2 separate regions of the Sus scrofa genome follow, and region 2 is linked to region 1. The links are chromatin contacts, called in public Hi-C maps. All regions are on one chromosome and are shown on one strand. Each heading gives the region's core, a stretch centred on a gene start, on an enhancer-like site or on the middle of the called end of the contact. The rest is flanking DNA. Distances are from core to core; before and after follow the strand shown. Region 1 overlaps FN1 (fibronectin). Region 2 overlaps FN1 (fibronectin).

Region 1 (3,528 bases), core at 648-3,147:
TAGGGGGAGAAAAACTTTTTTTCCCATTTGTCTTTATTTATTACTTGGTTTCTGATACTTGGAACTAAATAATGTCTGGCTTTTTTATCCAATATCAGTTGAATTTGAAGAAAATGCCTTATTTATGCTGATGGGAGAATTTGTAAAATAAGTTGTATATATGCATTTTAATCTATTGTTAGCATTTCAAACTATGAAAAATTTGTGTCAAACCTCTGGAATTCTCATACTTCAGATGATGATATAATTAATCTGGTTTCTAGTCCTTATGACAGGATTCTCAAGTGAAAAAGAGAAAAAAAGGTCACACATTTCGGTTCTGTTGGGCTTAATTTGAGCAGAGGCAGCTTCTACGGGGCTCAGTGTTTCAAAGCTTTGTATGATAAATTCATACTAACACTTTTTTCTTTCTAAACTGTAAAGAAACCTTTGAGAAAAATCAGAAAGGTTTCTTTCTGGAAAAAAGTGTTTTGTGATCTAAGAGCTGCTCATTTTCCAGGGGCTTTGATCAGATTGATAAATAGTCGTTGTTGCCTGAATTGAGAATGATTACTGCTGCTACTTCTGGGAGCTTAACCCGCTTTGCTTTTTTGGCTCTAACCTCTCTTGGCTAGATGAGCTTCCCCAACTGGTAACCCTTCCACACCCCAATCTTCATGGACCAGAGATCTTGGATGTTCCCTCCACAGTTCAAAAGACCCCTTTCGTCACCAAACCCGGGTATGACACTGGAAACGGTATTCAGCTTCCTGGCACTTCTGGTCAGCAGCCCAGTCTTGGGCAACAAATGATCTTTGAGGAGCATGGTTTTAGGAGAACCACACCGCCCACAACGGCCACCCCCGTAAGGCATAGGCCAGGACCGTATACGCCGAATGTAAATGAGGAGATCCAAGTTGGTCATGTCCCCAGGGGAGACGTAGACCATCACCTCTACCCTCACGTTCTGGGACTCAATCCAAATGCTTCTACAGGACAAGAAGCTCTCTCTCAGACAACCATCTCATGGACCCCATTCCAGGAAAGCTCTGAATATATCATTTCATGTCATCCCGTGGGCATTGATGAAGAACCCTTGCAGGTAATTAACTTTCCTCTTCACTTCTGGGCAGGCTGGGAGAAAAGTGAGTCAGGCTACTGAAGTGACCAGAGCTCTGATGTCAAGTGGCCATACGTCGAGGCCCTCTTAGAAAGGTGGCGTGCTCAAGTCCTGATTTTTTTTTTTTTTTTTTAATCTCAGTATGGCTCTACTTTAGGGAATGTCCCCAAAAAGTGTCATTAGCCTTTGTTTAGTAAAGAGAAGAAAATCATTTTGACCAGTCTCAGTCATGGGAGGCAAATATATATACACCAAAAAAAAAAAAAAAAATGACTGTAGAAAAGAGAGAGAGATGTCAAAGGAGAAAGAACTTGGCTGAAGCTGTCCCTGTAGGTGATCGATTCTCTAAAACCTCCATTCTTTCATTTGTCTTGCCAATATCCATTTTTATTGTTTTCTTATTTTTAGAAAGTGGCAGAATTTTAAAAACTGATGACACTGTGGAAGATTTACAAGCTTCGACACATGAGTTTGAAGATATGCCACAGTGTTTAAAGGCCCCCATGTTGGGGCCAGATGCCACACACATATGCAGGATGAATGTATCTCCCACAGGGCGGGCAGAGCGTCCACGTCTATGAGGGGGAGGCATGGCCAGGGGTCCCAGTGGGCTTGGCCAGACCTGCATCTACAGCAGGATGAAGAGGAGGCTGAGTGTAGAATTAGTTGAGGGTTCATGGCAACTGTGGAGCACCGAGGGTAGATTTTTGGCAGGAAAATCTGGCAGGCAGAAAGGAGGGCCAGTCACTCCAGCTCCGTTTCTCTCTTTGGCTGGTTGGGACCTTTACACCCTCCACCTTTATTTGTCTCTCTTTGTTTAGTTTACACAGTTAAGGTCATTGACAAGAGAATAGGGAAAGTCATGGCGATTCCTCACCATATGCTTTTTCCCCCCCGCTTTGGATGTGCCAATAATTGCAGTTCCGAGTTCCTGGAACTTCTGCTAGTGCCACCTTGACGGGTCTCACCAGAGGTGCCACCTACAACATCATAGTGGAGGCACTAAAAGACCAGAAGAGGCACAAGATTCGGGAGGAGGTGGTTACTGTGGGCAATTCTGGTATGTGAATATCTGGGTTATCCAGGCACAGGCTCTGGACTACACCAGAGATGCTTCTTCAAGTGACTCTTCCTTTGTTGTTATTGTCTTTTTTTTTTTTTTTTTTTTGGCCCCACCCTCAGTATGTGAAAGTTCTCAGGCCAGGGATCGAACCTATGCTATTAGCAGTGACAATTCTGGATCCTTAACCCGCTGTGCCACAAGAGAACTCCCATTGCTGTCATCTTTTGACTTTGAAAAATTAATTCCGTGAAGTAAATGAGCAACTTTAAATTCAATAATTTCCCCCTCAAAGTATCCTAGTATCTTTGCATCTCCAGCATACATATATAGAGTCTCAGTGCTGTGATGATAAGCCTGGAAGGGATTTCAAATATTATTTAGTCCAACACTCTGAGTTCCGGCTAGTGAGCACCAGGCTTGATGCTGGACACAAGTCTCCTGATGTCTTTTCCCAGGCCCTCTTTATACCGTGTTGCTGTCCTCCTGAGTAACGTTTAAGTACTGAAAGTGGTTACCCGCGAGGAAAATTCCTTACCTGCAGACATTAGCGCCATCTGGGTTTTGTTCCTGATGTAAAATGCTACCAACATAGCCCATTTCCATCCAAAAAGCTCCCTTATCCAAATATAATTTCATGATTATATAGGTCTAAGAATGCAATCGAGGTTAAATGATCATTGACTTTTTCTTAAGCACCTGGAAAGTCCTTTTAAACCAGTCATATATCACATAGCTTTTCAAACTGCAGCAACTTAAGATTCACCAAGACACATGAGATAGGGAATAATTAAAATGATGAATCTTGAATCTTCCATCTGGAGGGTTCTCTATTTCACATCAGCAGAGAATGCTAAATTCTGCCTGCCAAGCAGCAGATTTTATTCCTGGGACCAGTTCCTTAACCGCGGCCTCCTTCCTCATTGATAGGTGACTGTGTTCTTTTACAAGTATAAATGCCTATGAATCAAGCAGTTGAGTTTGTTTGGGGGGGAGGAGGAGGGATCAGTTCGTGCTTATTGTGTTATATGTTCATGGTAATGCACATCTTTTGTTTTGTGTGGTTTTGCTAATAGAATGCCACGTGGAAGGGATTTTTCAAGAGCTCAAAGGTCTTTGTGCTTTTCCACATCGTTTTTTGTTTTCTATTTTTTGTTTGAGATGCCATCTCCAAAACTTTAGTCTCATGGAACTGTAATCCTTGGCTATTTTTAGGAGGGTTATTGAAACCCCTAGTAGCAATGTAAGTTCCTTCCATTTTTCTTCCCAACTCCTTATTCCCACCCGCAGTATTCTGCATTCTAGCCAGGTTCTCTTGGCTGTAAGACATTTCCAATGTCTTAGTTTCAACAAAACTCTATTTTCTTCC
Region 2 (3,705 bases), core at 662-3,161, 45 kb before region 1:
GCTCTTTGATATTTCTTGATTGCAGCCAGCTCCAGACTTTGATCATGGCTTGCAGAGAGCTTGGCAAAGCCTTTTCTCTAATCATGAACCAATATATAATCTCAATAGTGGTAGTCATCTATTTTTGCTGAATTTGGGAACAAATGGTTTATTTTAATTGAATGGAATTCACGTTTTTGTTTTGAATCATGAAGATAGTTCTTGTTTGAGAGAGAACTTTCCTTTGCTGACTGTGCAATAACCTTGGCAAATGATTATGCCAGTAAATGCCTCCCTCCAAATACTTTATTTTTCTTGGCTGCCCTTTATAATAGATCTAAGCAATCGATGAAGTTTGAGCCTTAAAAGAGCTGTGTTACCTACTTTAGGTAATCCATTAATATTCCTTTACTCAGAGAGACATGTTCTCACTAAGAAAACAGGCTGATCATGAGTTCCCGTCGTGGCACAGTGGAAATGAATCCGACTAGGAACCATGAGGTTGTGGGTTCAATCCCTGGCCTCGCTCAGTGGGTTAAGGATCCGGCATTGCCCTGAGCTGTGGTGTAGGTCGAAGACGACGTAGCTCGGATCTGACGTTGCTGGGGCTGTGGTGTAGGCCTGTGGCTACAGCTCCAATTAGACCCCTAGCCTGGGAACCTCCATAAGCCACGGGTGCGGCCCTAAAAAGACAAAAAAAAAAAAAAAAAGAAAAAGAAAACCAGCTGATCAGATGAGTGTGACCTGAAATTACCAAAGCTGAGAGAGAAGCCTGGGGGGTTTTCTTTCTTTCTTAGAAGCTACTCAGCAAGTATTCATTATTTGAAACCTAGCTCATTCATTTATATGTAAAATTAAGTCCTCCACATTTTAAAGATGTGTATAAAGTGATATTTTATCCTTGCTATTCAAATGGTAAATCAGTTGCATTAAAAAGGGTAAAATAGAATACCTAATTTAATTTCCTATAATTAATAATGTCAATATATACTGCAATCTAAACTTAACATTTTCCTTTAGAAATGTTTTCCTTTGAGAAAGTCAAATATTCCTCCCAAGGGGTACTTTAAAACATTTCATTGGGAAGAATAGACACTGTTTAGTAAGGTAAAAAGATATGAACAAAATATTTTTTAACTACACTTTTTTTAATATTTTAATTTTTTATTATAGTTGATTTACAGTTAACTGCATATATTTGTAAGAACAGTTGCAAGTTTTTATTAAAAATAAGAATATGTGCTCCAGCACACTAGAATTAAATGTGTAGCTTTAAGTCTTCAAGGCTGCTTATCTTTTACTTGTATATATTTTAGACCAATGCCAGGATTCGGAAACCCGCACCTTTTATCAAATTGGAGACTCATGGGAGAAGTATGTGCATGGGGTCAGGTACCAGTGCTACTGCTATGGCCGAGGCATTGGAGAGTGGCACTGCCAACCCTTACAGACCTATCCAGGTAAGTAGTAGCTCTATTATTGCAAATCGAAAAGTGTTGACTGAGTTATAAAAACAGGGCAGGGAGTTCATGTTGTGGTACAGCAGAAACAAATGACTAGTATCCATGAGGATGCAGGTTCGATCCCTGGCCTTGCTCAGTGGGTTGGGGATCTGGCAGAGCCAGGAGCTGCAGATCCCGAGTTGCTCTGACTGTAGTGTAGGCCGGCAGCTGTAGCTCCAATTCGACCCTTAGCCTGGGACCTTCCATATGCCGTGTGGCGGCCATAAAAAAACAATAATAATCATCATAATAAAAACAGGGCAGCATCAGTGTTTATTAATGCTCTGTGTGTGCATTGGTATCTCCTCCCTTTCCTATCCTTTTCTCATATCACTGAGAAATTACATGAAATACAGCATAAGGTAGGTGTTCGCTCAACATTTCATGCAGGCCCTCTTTGTGCTAAAATGGCCATATGTTTGATCAATAGGAGTCGGGAACAAAGTACCCTGGGTCAAGAGTTGAGTAACTTGGTCAATTCTCTGCCCACACAGTTCAAATACTCGAGAATGTTTATTGCCGGGTTTTTTTTAGGTCACGGAACATAATGTCTAGCTGGAGGTACTATTCATTTTAGAAAAAAAGTTTTTGCATTTAAGTTTGGCTGGTTAGTTACAATAAGATGGGTAGAATTATGAAACTCTAACTTTTAGGCATTAGTTATCTGAGCAATTACTGAGGTCAAAGCCTCCTGGACCTCTGAATCTGCTATGACGGAAATCAAGATTAAGTCCCTCCTTCCCTAAGTGATAAGAGATTCACTATCAAAGGGAACAAGATATGGACCAACAGGGCCCACAGCAGTGTTTATCAAGACATGAGTTCCAGTTCTGTACATGCTGCTACAGAGATTCAGGTCAAGCTTCACTAATTATTTCCTTCTCTGAAAATGGGAGATGGTAGTTGATTACCTTTAAAGTTCCTTCCAGCAGTAACAAACTAACAATCTGGCATCCTAAATACCAACTACCCAGATACCCTTTCTGAACTTTGAAGAGACCCTCCTTTCCCCAGCCCTCAGACACTGCCTGGGCCACAGAAGATGACTCTGCTTTAACAGGTTCATGGTACAGGTTGACCTGGCGCTTAAATTGTATTTCATGGTGGATTTGAGTATAAAAATCACTTAAAATAATTTTTCATTTAATAATTTTAAAAAATCTGATTGCAGAAAGTATATAGTTGAGGTTTTTTTTCTTTAAGGATGCTTCCAAAGGATAGATACCTCTAAAGAAATCCCCTCTAGCGTCTATGTTAATGGCTGTTATTGATGTAGTGTTGGTTTTAAGAGATCTCAATGAATTAGAGAGAACTTCTTTTTCTCTCTCTTTTAAGGTAAGCCTGTTCATGTAGCTGCTTGCTGGCAGCCTTTCGGTAGACATGCCAGAGATGAAATGAAATGCAGATGGGGGGGAGTCCTTCTGTGTTGGAGTTATCTAGGTTGACCTTGTTCCTACTCCTTTAAAAGGGTAACAGTAAAGCCCTTTGAGCAGAGAGGAACTTTAGGGGAGAGGAAATTGGCCTCCATAGGCAGTCTGATACTTATCTGTAAGTTTGGTTTGCTCAATGGCTGCTGCCTAGCTTGTGAGGCTTTAAGAGTAAAAGAGTGACAAAGAACAGAATACCAATAGGTCATCTCTGAGCCTTGCCCTGTTTGTTCCTCCAACAGAGGACCTGATGGAGTTGTTCAAACTAACTGAAGATAAGAGGCATTTGGTTTGTCAATAAACAACTAGGAAAGCATAGATCTCAGCAAACTAAATAAAAAAAAAAAAAAAAAAAGGACTGAGTCACAAACTCATAAATGTTTAACTTCTCCAGGGTCACCATTACTGGAAATTAGTTATTTGGGCCTTATTTCCAACAGGTCTTAAAAATATAGACATTGTATTATATCTTTACTTAACTGTTATTGTTAGTCTCATCATTTTGAATAAGAGGAATAAAGTTTTCACAATGGTGAATCATTGCTCTCAGGTTATTTTAAAAAGTCTTACCAACTAACCAATATGAAAATGATTATTAAGATTTTGAATCTAGGTGCTCCTGTCGTGGCTCAGTGGAAATGAATCTGACTAGAATCCATGAGGACACAGGTTTGATCCCTGGCCTCGATCACTGGGTTAAGGATCCAGCATTGCCATGAGCTGTAGTGTAGGTCACAGATGTGACTCAGATCCCACGTTGCTGTGGCTATGGCACAGGCCAACAGCTGTAGCTCCAA

Evidence for each region. Hi-C and Micro-C count contacts between places; a contact is called where the count stands out from the background.
Region 2: a Hi-C map of liver shows a contact between it and region 1, with 3 times the contacts expected there. The contact joins two enhancer-like sites. A contact is called at or near these places in 7 of 47 Hi-C or Micro-C datasets (adipocytes, embryonic fibroblasts, fibroblasts and 2 more).

The regions. Positions count from the first base shown.
Region 1 is chr15:117,666,665-117,670,192 of Sscrofa11.1, reverse strand. FN1 (fibronectin) reads left to right here. Exons shown (of 50, transcript XM_003133642.5): 44 at 615-1,081; 45 at 2,021-2,159. Among named protein-coding and RNA genes, the nearest start is that of ATIC, 51 kb to the right of the region's middle. Within about 2 kb of position 1,897, at least 3 of the 83 cell types and tissues checked have an H3K27ac peak or open chromatin away from gene starts, as enhancers often do. A contact at or near this core is called in liver, where this site is marked.
Region 2 is chr15:117,711,562-117,715,266 of Sscrofa11.1, reverse strand. It overlaps FN1 (fibronectin), which reads left to right. Exons shown (of 50, transcript XM_003133642.5): 15 at 1,296-1,439. Among named protein-coding and RNA genes, the nearest start is that of FN1, 24 kb to the left of the region's middle. Within about 2 kb of position 1,911, at least 5 of the 83 cell types and tissues checked have an H3K27ac peak or open chromatin away from gene starts, as enhancers often do. A contact at or near this core is called in liver, where this site is marked.